2 separate regions of the Mus musculus genome follow, and region 1 is linked to region 2. Evidence: chromatin contacts called from public Hi-C data. All regions are on one chromosome and are shown on one strand. Each heading gives the region's core, a stretch centred on a gene start, on an enhancer-like site or on the middle of the called end of the contact. The rest is flanking DNA. Distances are from core to core; before and after follow the strand shown.

Region 1 (4,782 bases), core at 1,267-3,766, 64 kb after region 2:
GTTGGGGGAGGAAGTTAGGGTTAGGGATAGGGTTAGTGGAGGAAGACAGGTCCGGGCTGAGGTGGAGCTGAGTGGGGGAGGTGGGGGACCGCATCCCCAGGGACACTTCTCCCTTCCGTCTATCCCGCAGCTCTGTCTCTTCAGGAGCCACCTCTCTCTTTATATATATATATATACTTTTTATTAGGTATTTTCCTCATTTACATTTCCAATGCTATCCCAAAAGTCCCCCATACCCTCCCACCCACTCCCCTACCCACCCACTCCCCCTTTTTGGCCCTGGCGTTCCCCTGTACTGGGGCATATAAAGTTTGCGTGTCCAATGGGCCTCTCTTTCCAGTGATGGCCGACTAGGCCATCTTTTGATACATATGCAGCTAGAGTCAAGAAGGAGCCACCTCTCTTGAGTTTATCTACATTAAAGAATCAATGTATATATTAGTTTATTCGCTCTAGTTTAATAAGAGCTTGAAACTCCTAACTATAACATGTTTTTTCTTGCATCACCAGAAATTAAGGCAAAATACGTTTGTTTGTTTTTTATAAAAACAAAATCCTATGTCTTTCCATATTTCTCACTGTTGCTCTTAAAAAGAAAAGAGGTTCCCACTAATGTCAATTTTATGTCGTCTTTTAGTTTTATTTTTTTTTTATTTTTATTAATTCTTTGAGAATCCCATACAATGTATCTTGGTCATATTCACCCCAACTCCTCCTGCAAACACCTCCCAAATCCAACCTAAGTCTTTTCATGATTCAATCTATGATATACAACCTACTGTGTGTCAACTATTCTACATGGGATCAGTCCTTACATGAGTTATTTTATTTACTTCTTGTGAAAGCAGAAACAGCCATGAAGTAGTTTGTCTCTGCATTACAGATTGTCTCTATCCCAGAGCTGTGAAATCTTGGACACAGAGGTGCCAAATAATTTAGTTAAGTATTGGAAATGGCCCAGTTGAAATTCAAGGGTAGTTAGCTTTCCAAGCTCAGCCCTTATCACTGGCCACAGAGATAATTACTCTGACAGCATGGCAGGAAGGGCCCAGCATGGTGGTGTGCCTGTAACCCAACTCAGCAGTCAGAAGCAGAAGTTACCACAACTCCAGGCCAACATGGGTCTCCTCCCCCCCCCCCTCTCTCCTAGGAAAGAAGACTGTCTGAAAAGGACTCTTAGGAATGTTCTTTATGTCAGTATGAAACATTTTAGGAGATCCTATTTTTCTATAAATTTAGGAGTGTGTAATTTTATTTTACATACTCAGATAATTATAGATAAACTACTCAACCACAAACTGCACTTTTATTTTTAAATCATCCTATACCATCACTCTCAAATCTGAAAATTGAAGGTAAACTCATTTTTGTCTCTAGTTCTGTCTCTGTCTCTCTGCCTTTCTCACACTCTCTCTCAACTCTCACACACTCTCTCTCAACTCTCTCTCACACACTATCTCTCTGTCTCTGTCTTTCTGTCTCTGTGTGTCTCTATGTGTCTCTGTCTCTGTCTCTCTCTGTCTCTCTCTCTGTCCCTCTCTCTGTCTCTCTCTCTGTCTCTCTCTCTCTCTCTGTCTCTCTCTCTGTCTCTCTCTGTCTCTCTGTCTCTCTCTTGCGCGCGCCCACACTTCCGGATCTACTAACCTACATCACCAGGCTCAAGGGTTTCTCAGAGACTCCCTCAACATTAAGGATACTAATTGATGCTCTAGCAGTTACAGGAAGATCAAAGAACCGCCCACAGCGCTGAGCTGCGTTTCATCTTCCCCAGACCAAACACTAATACTGCCCGTCCCCCCAACCCACTCCCCCTCAAGCTGGCTCTGGACCAATCCGCTTTCCTTTTCCTTACATGCTCCCCCGCCCTAAAATAGCCCTGTGCCAAAAATAAGCAGTCAGAAAATGCTGCAGAATGAATGGAGAAAGGTAACTTCACTATCATCATGGCTCCCTTCTAATTACCAGGCTTGTTTGTTCTTTGCTGGTAGTGATTCAGAAACCTGTCAAGGGAACCCTCCCCAGTCCCTCCGCAGTCCCTCCCTGGTCCCTCTCCCTGTTCCTCTCCCATGAGCCAAGGCAAGAATACTACTAGCTTGCTCTCCTCCATCTCAAAGGCTCAGGGCACTGACAAGTAGCCCCCCTGCCCCAGAGTCTCAAACTCTGGTCCAGCAAGAAGTTGGTGGGCTGGCATTCAAAGGAGATCTCTGTTTTTCTAAGAAGCACGGCTCTAAGAGAGGACCCCTGTTTCCTGGGTCAGGACATTATCTTTCTGGGGCTAGCACCATAATGCAAGGCGTATTCTGTCACACATTACAAAATGAAGTGGTTACATCTAGGTGAACCTATCACTGATGGCTTAAGTTCCTTCCAGGTTCCATAAGGAAGACTGAACTAGAAAAGATGGCCCCTCAAGAGCTTCACAGAATGAGGGGCACCAGGAAAGTGGCTCCCTGAAGAGCCTGTTTAGCAGTGACGTCAGTCTGGGGTGTTCTAGCAAATCAGACACAGGAATCTTCTGTGGCTGCTTGCAAGCCCTTCAGGATGAAGGTTCCTCCCAGCAGGCCTTGGTCAGGGTCTCTTCCCACTGTCATCTGGGCCGCCAAGCAGTAAGGGTTCTGGGTGGGGCCAGAGCATTTTCACACCTATTTATCTGTCTTGAGTTCTAGCTGTGAGTTCAGCTCTGTTCCCCATCAGCTCCTGCTGCCAACAGTGGGTCTCAGTGTTTGGGGTAACAATGTGTTAGGCTTTCCTCACCATCCTGGGTTACCCATTGCCAAAGAAATCTTTTCTGTAGAATATGTCTCTGTCTCTGGTTCCTTTTCTCCTGGTTAATATTATCAACTTGACACAACCAAGAGTCACCCAGAAGAGGGAGCCTCTGTTGAAGGGTTGCCCAGATCAGATTGGCTGTAGCCAAAACTATGAAGCACTGTCTTGATTGTGACTGATATGGGAAAGCATAGCCCACTGTGGGCGGTGCCATCCCTAGGCAGGTGGTCCTGGGTTGTGTAAGCAAATGAGCTGAACAGGAGCTGAAGGGAGCAAAGCCGTAGTCAGAAATCTTACATAGTTTTTGCTTCAGTTCCTGCTTGAGTGCGTGACCTGACTCCCCCCAGTGACAGACTGTCGCCTAGAAGTATAAACTAAATAAACTCCTTTTCTTCTGTGTTGCTTTTGGCCATGGTGTTTATCGCAGTGATGAAAGCAAACTAGTACCCTCTCCCTCTTCCTCTCTCTCTCTTTTTCTCCTTTCTCTCTTTACATGATTTCCTCCCTGAGGAGTCTTTCTAAACCCATCTCCACCCTTGTACAGCTACAGCAAACGTTATAGCTAAGGATTTGAGCTGTCAGTCTCCAAGACTTCCCTTTGCCCACCTCTGCCCTCTCAAGTCTATCAGGAAACCACTGCCCAGTGCATTTGACGCTGATGACGCTTCCATTCTCGTCATGGCCAGCTAAACACCCTTAATGAGTTTCTTAAAAACTTCATGCTACGTTAAAGACTGCCAAGGAAAGGTTTTTGAAATACAAACTTTGGTCTCTAATTTGTGCTGGCTTTCGGTCTGAGCTAAAGGACTTAGTCCATAGGAATCCATACCACAGACCTTCTCTATAGAGCCTGGGGGGTGGGGGGCAGGAACTGTGTCTAAATGAATAAATGTCACCTCATAGCTACCAAGGACTGTACAGGTAGGAGAAGCACTGCCTTCTTCCCAGGGGTCAAAGATTAGGGCTCTCTACAAGAATACTGGTTAGGGAGCTGAAGAAGATAGAGTACCAAGACCCCTAGGCCACCTTCTATCAGAACCCCTGCTCCCTCCCACTCCTAAGGCAGCTTCCTGAGGTGAGAAGAGGAGGGGAAGTTGGTCAGCTGAGGTGACAACAGCAAGTTTCTATTGCAGTCACTGAGCAGATGGGACAGACATCAGAGCCCACACCAGCTCTGCAGGACAGGCTACTCGGAGAGGTAGAGAAAAGGGCTGAGAGGAGAAGGAATGCTTTCTGCTGAGCTGACAAGCTGAAAGTCAGGAGGACAGTGGAGCCCTTCTCCACAGCGCTAGATTGTCCTCCCTGCTGTAGTATCTAGCTCTCATATGCAGGCTATAGATTAATAGCTTGTCTGTTTGATAAAAATCTCTTCTCTTGGCCTATAGACCCAGTAGGACCTACTCCATTGTCCCTGAACGCACTCCAGTGTCCAACCACACGCTGACTGGTGCTGTCATATCTAGGTATCCCCCCTCCCTTTGCTACTTGGGTCTCGGCTTATCCCTCTCTCTCAGAACTACACCCGACTGCTTCCTTTTACAAGTGAGGATAGCCTGACTGTTCCAGTGCTAACTCATTCCTGGGTTCATGGTCATTTCTAACCTGCATTACGACTCCTACTGCATCCCAGCTGATAGGCCTGATGTCACCAGTAACATCAAGGATGTCAAATTTAGCAGGCAGTTTTGATCCCATTTGTCTCGATCTCTTTAGAGAATTTCCTTAGAATTCTTGTCTCTCTGGCATCTGTACAAAAGTGTTTTCTTTCTTTTTTCTTTCTTTCTTTCTTTCTTTTTTTTTGCTGGCCAGGCTCTCCTTGTCTCCAGGCAACAGCGCTGATTTTCTTTGGAGTAGCCACCCTTGCTGTGCCCTCTAATCTGTGCCTGGTGGGAAGGGCTGAAGGCAGGCCTCCAGCTCAGGGCTGTGTCCAGTCCATGCCTGACCAGCAACAGCAATGTCTACTGTTTAGCTGGACCCCACGAGGGACATAGTCCTTACTATAGGTGGTTTGTA
Region 2 (5,538 bases), core at 392-2,891:
TGTATTTGTGTATGGATTTGTCAAAAAATATTTAAAAATATAAATACATGAAAAGAGGAGTTGCAAAAAAAAATCAGATCTTCATGGAGGATGGGGAGAAACTAGAGGCCTCTTACTGCTTGTAAGTAAAACTTTTAAAAATGTTAAACTTTGGGCTGGAAAGATGTCTCAGCAGTTAAGAGCACTGAGTGCTCTTCTGGAGGTCCTGAGTTCAATTCCCAGCAACCACATGGTGGCTCACAACCATCTATAATGGGAGCTGATGCCCTCTTCTGGTGTGCCTGAAGACAGCTACAGTGCACTCATATACTTAAAATAAATATTTTTAAAAATGTTTTTATTACATTTATTTACTATGTGTGTGTGTGTGTGTTTATAAACACGTGCTTAGCATAAGTATGAGACCAGGGACCATCCGACATGATTAGACCATTTCCACCACGTGAGGTCTGGACACCGAACTCAGGCTATCAGGCTGGGCGGCAAGTGCCTTACCTGCTGAGTCCTCTGTTGGCCTGCTGAAAAGGGAAACATACATACCCACGTTTCAGAAACTATAACTCTAGGTGCGTACCCCAAAGGAGAGAAAAACTTCAGTATACAGAGATTTTTGTAATGATGATCATGGGAGCATTTCTCATAATTCTTTTAAACCAGAAAAAAAAAAAGCCCTCTTCTGATGAATGTGTAGTGCTATATGTTGGTACAACGGAATATTATTCAGTTTTAAAGAAATGAGCTGAGGCATGATACAATATGGATGGATCTCCAACACGATACAAGGGAAAGTAAGGCAGACACAAAAGACCACAGGTTCTGTGGTGTCTTTCAGTTGAGGGTCTATCTATGAAAAGTTAATGAGCAAGTTCCAAAGCAGATTAGTCTTTGCCTAGGGCTGGAAGAAATGACTGAATGGACAAAGGGGATTTTCTGATGAGGTGTATTTATTCTATAAATATATATTATGAAGGGGCTCCATAAAGTCAGTCCCAAACAGACTAAAATATATAGTTGTAGTGAATATTAAGGTATATAAATTATACCTTTAAAAAGGGTGCTTAAAAACCAATAGACTCTCTCAAAAATGGCAATGGTATTTAAATGAGTGATTCAATAAATTGAGAAATATTTCAAAGTGTCGAGGGTGGTGCTCAAGGAAGACTTGTTATCGTGGAATGCCCTCTGTGTTTGACGCTACTAAGAGACCTGTGGTCAGCCATCTCACAGTTGGCTGTCACACTCAACTTAACCTCAGCCTCTCAGCTGCTTCAGATTCTCTCAGTTAAAAAAAAAAAAAGACGTATTTATTTTTATTTCATGTCTATGAATGTTTTGCCTGTGTGTATGTATTTGTTCCATATGCATGTCCAGGGTCCATGGAGGTCAGAAAAGGGCATTGTGACCCCTGGAACTGGAGCTATGGGTGGTTGTGAGTCACCGTGGGGGTTCTGGGAATGGAGTCTCCTGCTCCGCCAAAGCAGTAAGTGCTCTTAACCCTGAGCTCCAGTCCCTGATTTAATCACCACGGGACTATTCCTCTTGGGGCTGGGATTATTTTTTCCTTAGCTCTCTCTTAGCAGTCAGAAAGGACGGTCCATTCTTCCCTCTGACTCATCTGCTTTCTTTTCCACGTGGCAGGAGAAGAAAAGAGTTTTCAGTCACATCTTATGTCTCTGTGTCAGCAATTCAATTGTTCCCTTAGCAACCGTCCTTTTACTGCTGGCTTTCCCAGCTACAGATGCAGCAGTGCTCTCAAAGAGCTTAGATCACAAAACAGCTTGGGCCATCAGCGCCGCCGTGCCAGAAGCTGCTTTCTAAAAAGGCCAGTGTCTTTCAAGAGCAAATTATTTTTAAAACAATATTCAAGCCGAACATAGCATTTTTAGGCAAAGGCGACTATGGGGACACCACCAAGGAGAGATGCCTTTGAGGCGGGCTTCACCAAGGGAGGGTGCGCAGCCACCAGCCACGCTCACTGTTCATCTCCTTTCCCCGCGGACATTATGGGTCACAGGGGAAATCAGGAGAAGAGGGGAGGGGGCTGGCACAATGCAAAGCTGGCGATTCTTCTGCACACGGAGGGACTGAAGCATTATCTGTGCATGTGAAGCATAGATTTACCATTTTCTCGTCTCGTTGTTCACAGGAGCACTCTGCCCTTGACAGAACAGTCATCCTCCGGTACTTGGGGAGAATTGATTCTGGGAGGCCCTTCTCCTAAATATCAAGATGTGTGGATGCGCGCATCGTTTTCTTATGTTTACAGGGAACCTGTGCAAACCACCTGTCTAATTTAGTCAACTCCAGGTCACAGGCAATGCCTTAAACAACGTCCCATATTGTTTAGGGAACACTGACCTGAAAAAGCTTGCCCTGTGTTCCAGGAATTCACATCTCTTTAGTTTTCCAAATATTTCCCACCTGCAGCTGCTTGCCCACGGATGCGGGGCGCAACGTTCTCTTTAGATCGGAGGCATAGTTCCCTGTAGTATTTCACAATGGAACTTTTCCAAGAGCTGGCGTGAGGAGAAGAGAGGCCCTATAAACATCACCAGTAAGCACCAGGGTTTTGGAGTGAGAAAAGTGGAGCAGGAGCAGGGGAGATTGGTAACCCGCGGATAGGGTAAACAGAGGCAAGTGTTGACCTAGTGGAAAGAAATCTGGGAATACACCCAGGCATCAACTCAGCTCAGAACCCCACTTCTAGACCCACATAAAGAGAAGTCTGATGGATTCGGCTCTTCTCCCCTGGAGCCAGTCACTTGCTACTAGGACAGGATCGGGATAGAGAAAATTAGCGCAACTGCTCCGAGCCCAGCCCTGCCAGGTGGACTGGGAAGACCCAGGCCAGTCCCATGGAAGAGGCTGAGAAGATCTCTGCCTCCAGGAGTGCTTTGGCCACTAGGACCCCTACACACACACACACACACACACACACACACACACACACACACACACACACACACACACACACATCAGGCCAGGTTTGTAGGAAGGCATGCTGCTAATTCCTGCTGCTAGTGCACATGAGAGAAGACAGCAATGGAACTATTTTTCTTTGAAAGAAACAGAAATAGAAATGAGATTAGGCCAGCAGAATGGCTCAGGTCATGGAACCTGACAACCTGAGAAGGAATTTGCCTCCTACCCACTGGGCCAGTTCTGCGGCTGGTGGAAACAGAAGCCATGATGGGTAGGGATCATGCTGACGGTATCAGGCAGAGAGGGAGGGAGCAAAGGCAAGGTCATAGTCACTGGTCATGGCTAGGAGAAGAATCTGTATGCCTTTGGGGCTCTCTGGAGTCCTTTGATGGGGACTGTCAAAGACATCTAAGCCTGGTGAATAAACAAATAGGCTCTCAGAAAGTCCGTCCCAGTCTGTCTGTGCCAATATAAAGGAACCAGACGCTATAGGGTACTTCTCAGCAGACAGGGAAGGCTGAGTCCCTTGGTCACGTTTGATCATCAGCTTTCTCTTGCAAGCAACTAATGAGTAATCACAAGCAACCCCAAGTGTCTGCAGGAGGGAAAACCAGGGAAATGTTTCCTGATTTGCCTTTGAGTCTCAAGAGAAACCCAGCGCCGCCGACTAGCCTGCAGATTGTGCTATAATTACCTGCATTTCTCTTTCATGGTTTGCAATAGATCCTTCAGAGACGGCCTCGCCCACGCTCGCCTCTGAGTGTAAGGACCACACAGCAGGGACCTCAAAAGCATCTTGGAGAATCCCAAGGCCACGAGAGGCTGGTCTGTAAAGATAGAGGATCTTGGCTTTGTAAACACAGTAGAAACATGCGCCTGTGGGTTTTCTGGAGCTGGAGGTGGGGGTCAGGGGTGGCAGGTGGGAAGACTCACAGATACAGGTGTTTCACCTAAGGAGCTGCCAGAGGGTCTTTCTCGACACATATCCCAAGGACCTGACTTCAACACGCTTATGGTAGGCCCACGTACCTGCCCATGGTGGACCAAAAAGCTGCAGCAAGGTCACATGGTACACACTCCATCATCTTGGAAAAAAAACATAATTTATGCTTATTGAGCAAAGTTTTCTCTCCGCTCCAAGACTGCCTAGACGTGAAACGAAACTCTCCAGTGTTTCTAACTGACCTAGTAACATTTTAATGTGTTTCCATTTTTTTAGAAGAATCTGATTTTTTTTATTACATCTATTTATACTGTGCATGTGTATATTCACATGTGTGGAGGTCAGAGGACATGAGTGAGTGGCTGCTGTCCTTCTGCGTGGATTCTGAGGATGAAACTCAAGGAATCAGACTTGGCAGCCTCAGCCCCCAATATTTATAAAGAACACTTTGCCAGGTTTGGGCTTCCTCCTGGCTGAATTTTGCCATTGTAAAATCTATTCCAATAAAGAGGCAAAAGAATCGCAGCCCTTTCTCTTTAAACCATGTGCCTTGTACTTCCCAGAGACCTTTCTGAGCTCCCAGGAGGACAGTAGCAAAAGGGAGGCTGTAAGCAGTGCATCCATCCTGAAATAAACGTGCAGCAGGCAATGCAGGGAGCCCAGTGCAGCCAGGGCAGGGGCAAGAGCCAGGGGCGCCCTGACTCCAGTCCCGACATCACCGGGGAGATGGTGCTGGCACCAAATGACATTTTTTCCCTCTTCTGAATGATTTCAAAGGGTTGTAAGGAATCTGTCATACAAAAAGAACGTATAGAAACGTTATGAAAACAATATCCACTTGCTCTCCCAAGGCCATTTTTTTTTTTGCATGTGTGTGTGACAGGAGTATGGGTAGGTAGTTGTGTTCCAATGTGTGTGGCCGCACATGGTAATATCAGGTGTCTTCCTTGATTGCTTTCTTGCCTATTGAAACAGGGTTTGTCAGTGGACCTGTTTCTTGTCTCTCTACGAAGCTTGCTTTAGGATGTATCTTGTCTCTGGCCCGCTTCCAACTATTAGAAACACAAGTGACCACCACAGTTACCCATCTTTTACCTGGGTGCTGGGTACCTGAACTCTGGGCCTTACGCTTGGACAGGAAGCGCTGTCCCCTCTGAATCATTATCCTAGCCCGTTAAGACTATTTTATAGGTGGATGCTGGCTCTGGCCCTGGGAACAGACAGGCTCTAGAGCTATATAGCTTGAGTTTGACTCGGACCTCTTACACTTCTTAGTACATAGCCTACAAGTGCCCCAAGCTTTAGCTTCTTTAGGGACAGTGATTTTTCACTTTACTGGAGGATTAGTGTAACTGTTTTGGAGAAAAGTCACCTAACACAATGCTGCTTGGTTTAGAATAAGAGGCCAGTTACGGTATTCATAGTTTCTGTTGTCACTTAACAAAAATGTGTCAGTAAAAGGAATAAGAAAACAAGAATGATTTGGAGGGGTGTATTTAAATACTCTGCTAAGTGCCAGAGAAGCAAATTCATAGGTTAGGCATAGATATCAACATAATATAGTCATCAGTGTTGGCTGGCTAGCTCTCTGTTCCCTTCCTGTTCGCTTGAGTCATTTACCAACCTCAGTGGCACCAGTGGGTTGTGTAAGGCAGAGAGATGTGCACAGGGCT

What was found. A called contact is a pair of places that touch in the nucleus more often than the background predicts.
Region 1: a Hi-C map of cortical neurons shows a contact between it and region 2, with 2.1 times the contacts expected there. The contact joins two enhancer-like sites. A contact is called at or near these places in 1 of 15 datasets of contacts at CTCF or cohesin (CD8 T cells), 29 of 484 Hi-C or Micro-C datasets (the AML12 cell line, B cells, CD4 T cells and 18 more) and 7 of 115 datasets of contacts at active chromatin or transcription factors (CD8 T cells, Th17 cells, bone marrow-derived dendritic cells and 4 more).

Annotation. Positions count from the first base shown.
Region 1 is chr4:32,136,390-32,141,171 of GRCm38.p6, forward strand. No RefSeq gene overlaps it. Among named protein-coding and RNA genes, the nearest start is that of Gm52717, 22 kb to the right of the region's middle. Within about 2 kb of position 2,517, at least 11 of the 459 cell types and tissues checked have an H3K27ac peak or open chromatin away from gene starts, as enhancers often do. A contact at or near this core is called in cortical neurons, where this site is marked.
Region 2 is chr4:32,073,105-32,078,642 of GRCm38.p6, forward strand. No RefSeq gene overlaps it. Among named protein-coding and RNA genes, the nearest start is that of Gm52717, 85 kb to the right of the region's middle. Within about 2 kb of position 1,642, at least 107 of the 459 cell types and tissues checked have an H3K27ac peak or open chromatin away from gene starts, as enhancers often do. A contact at or near this core is called in cortical neurons, where this site is marked.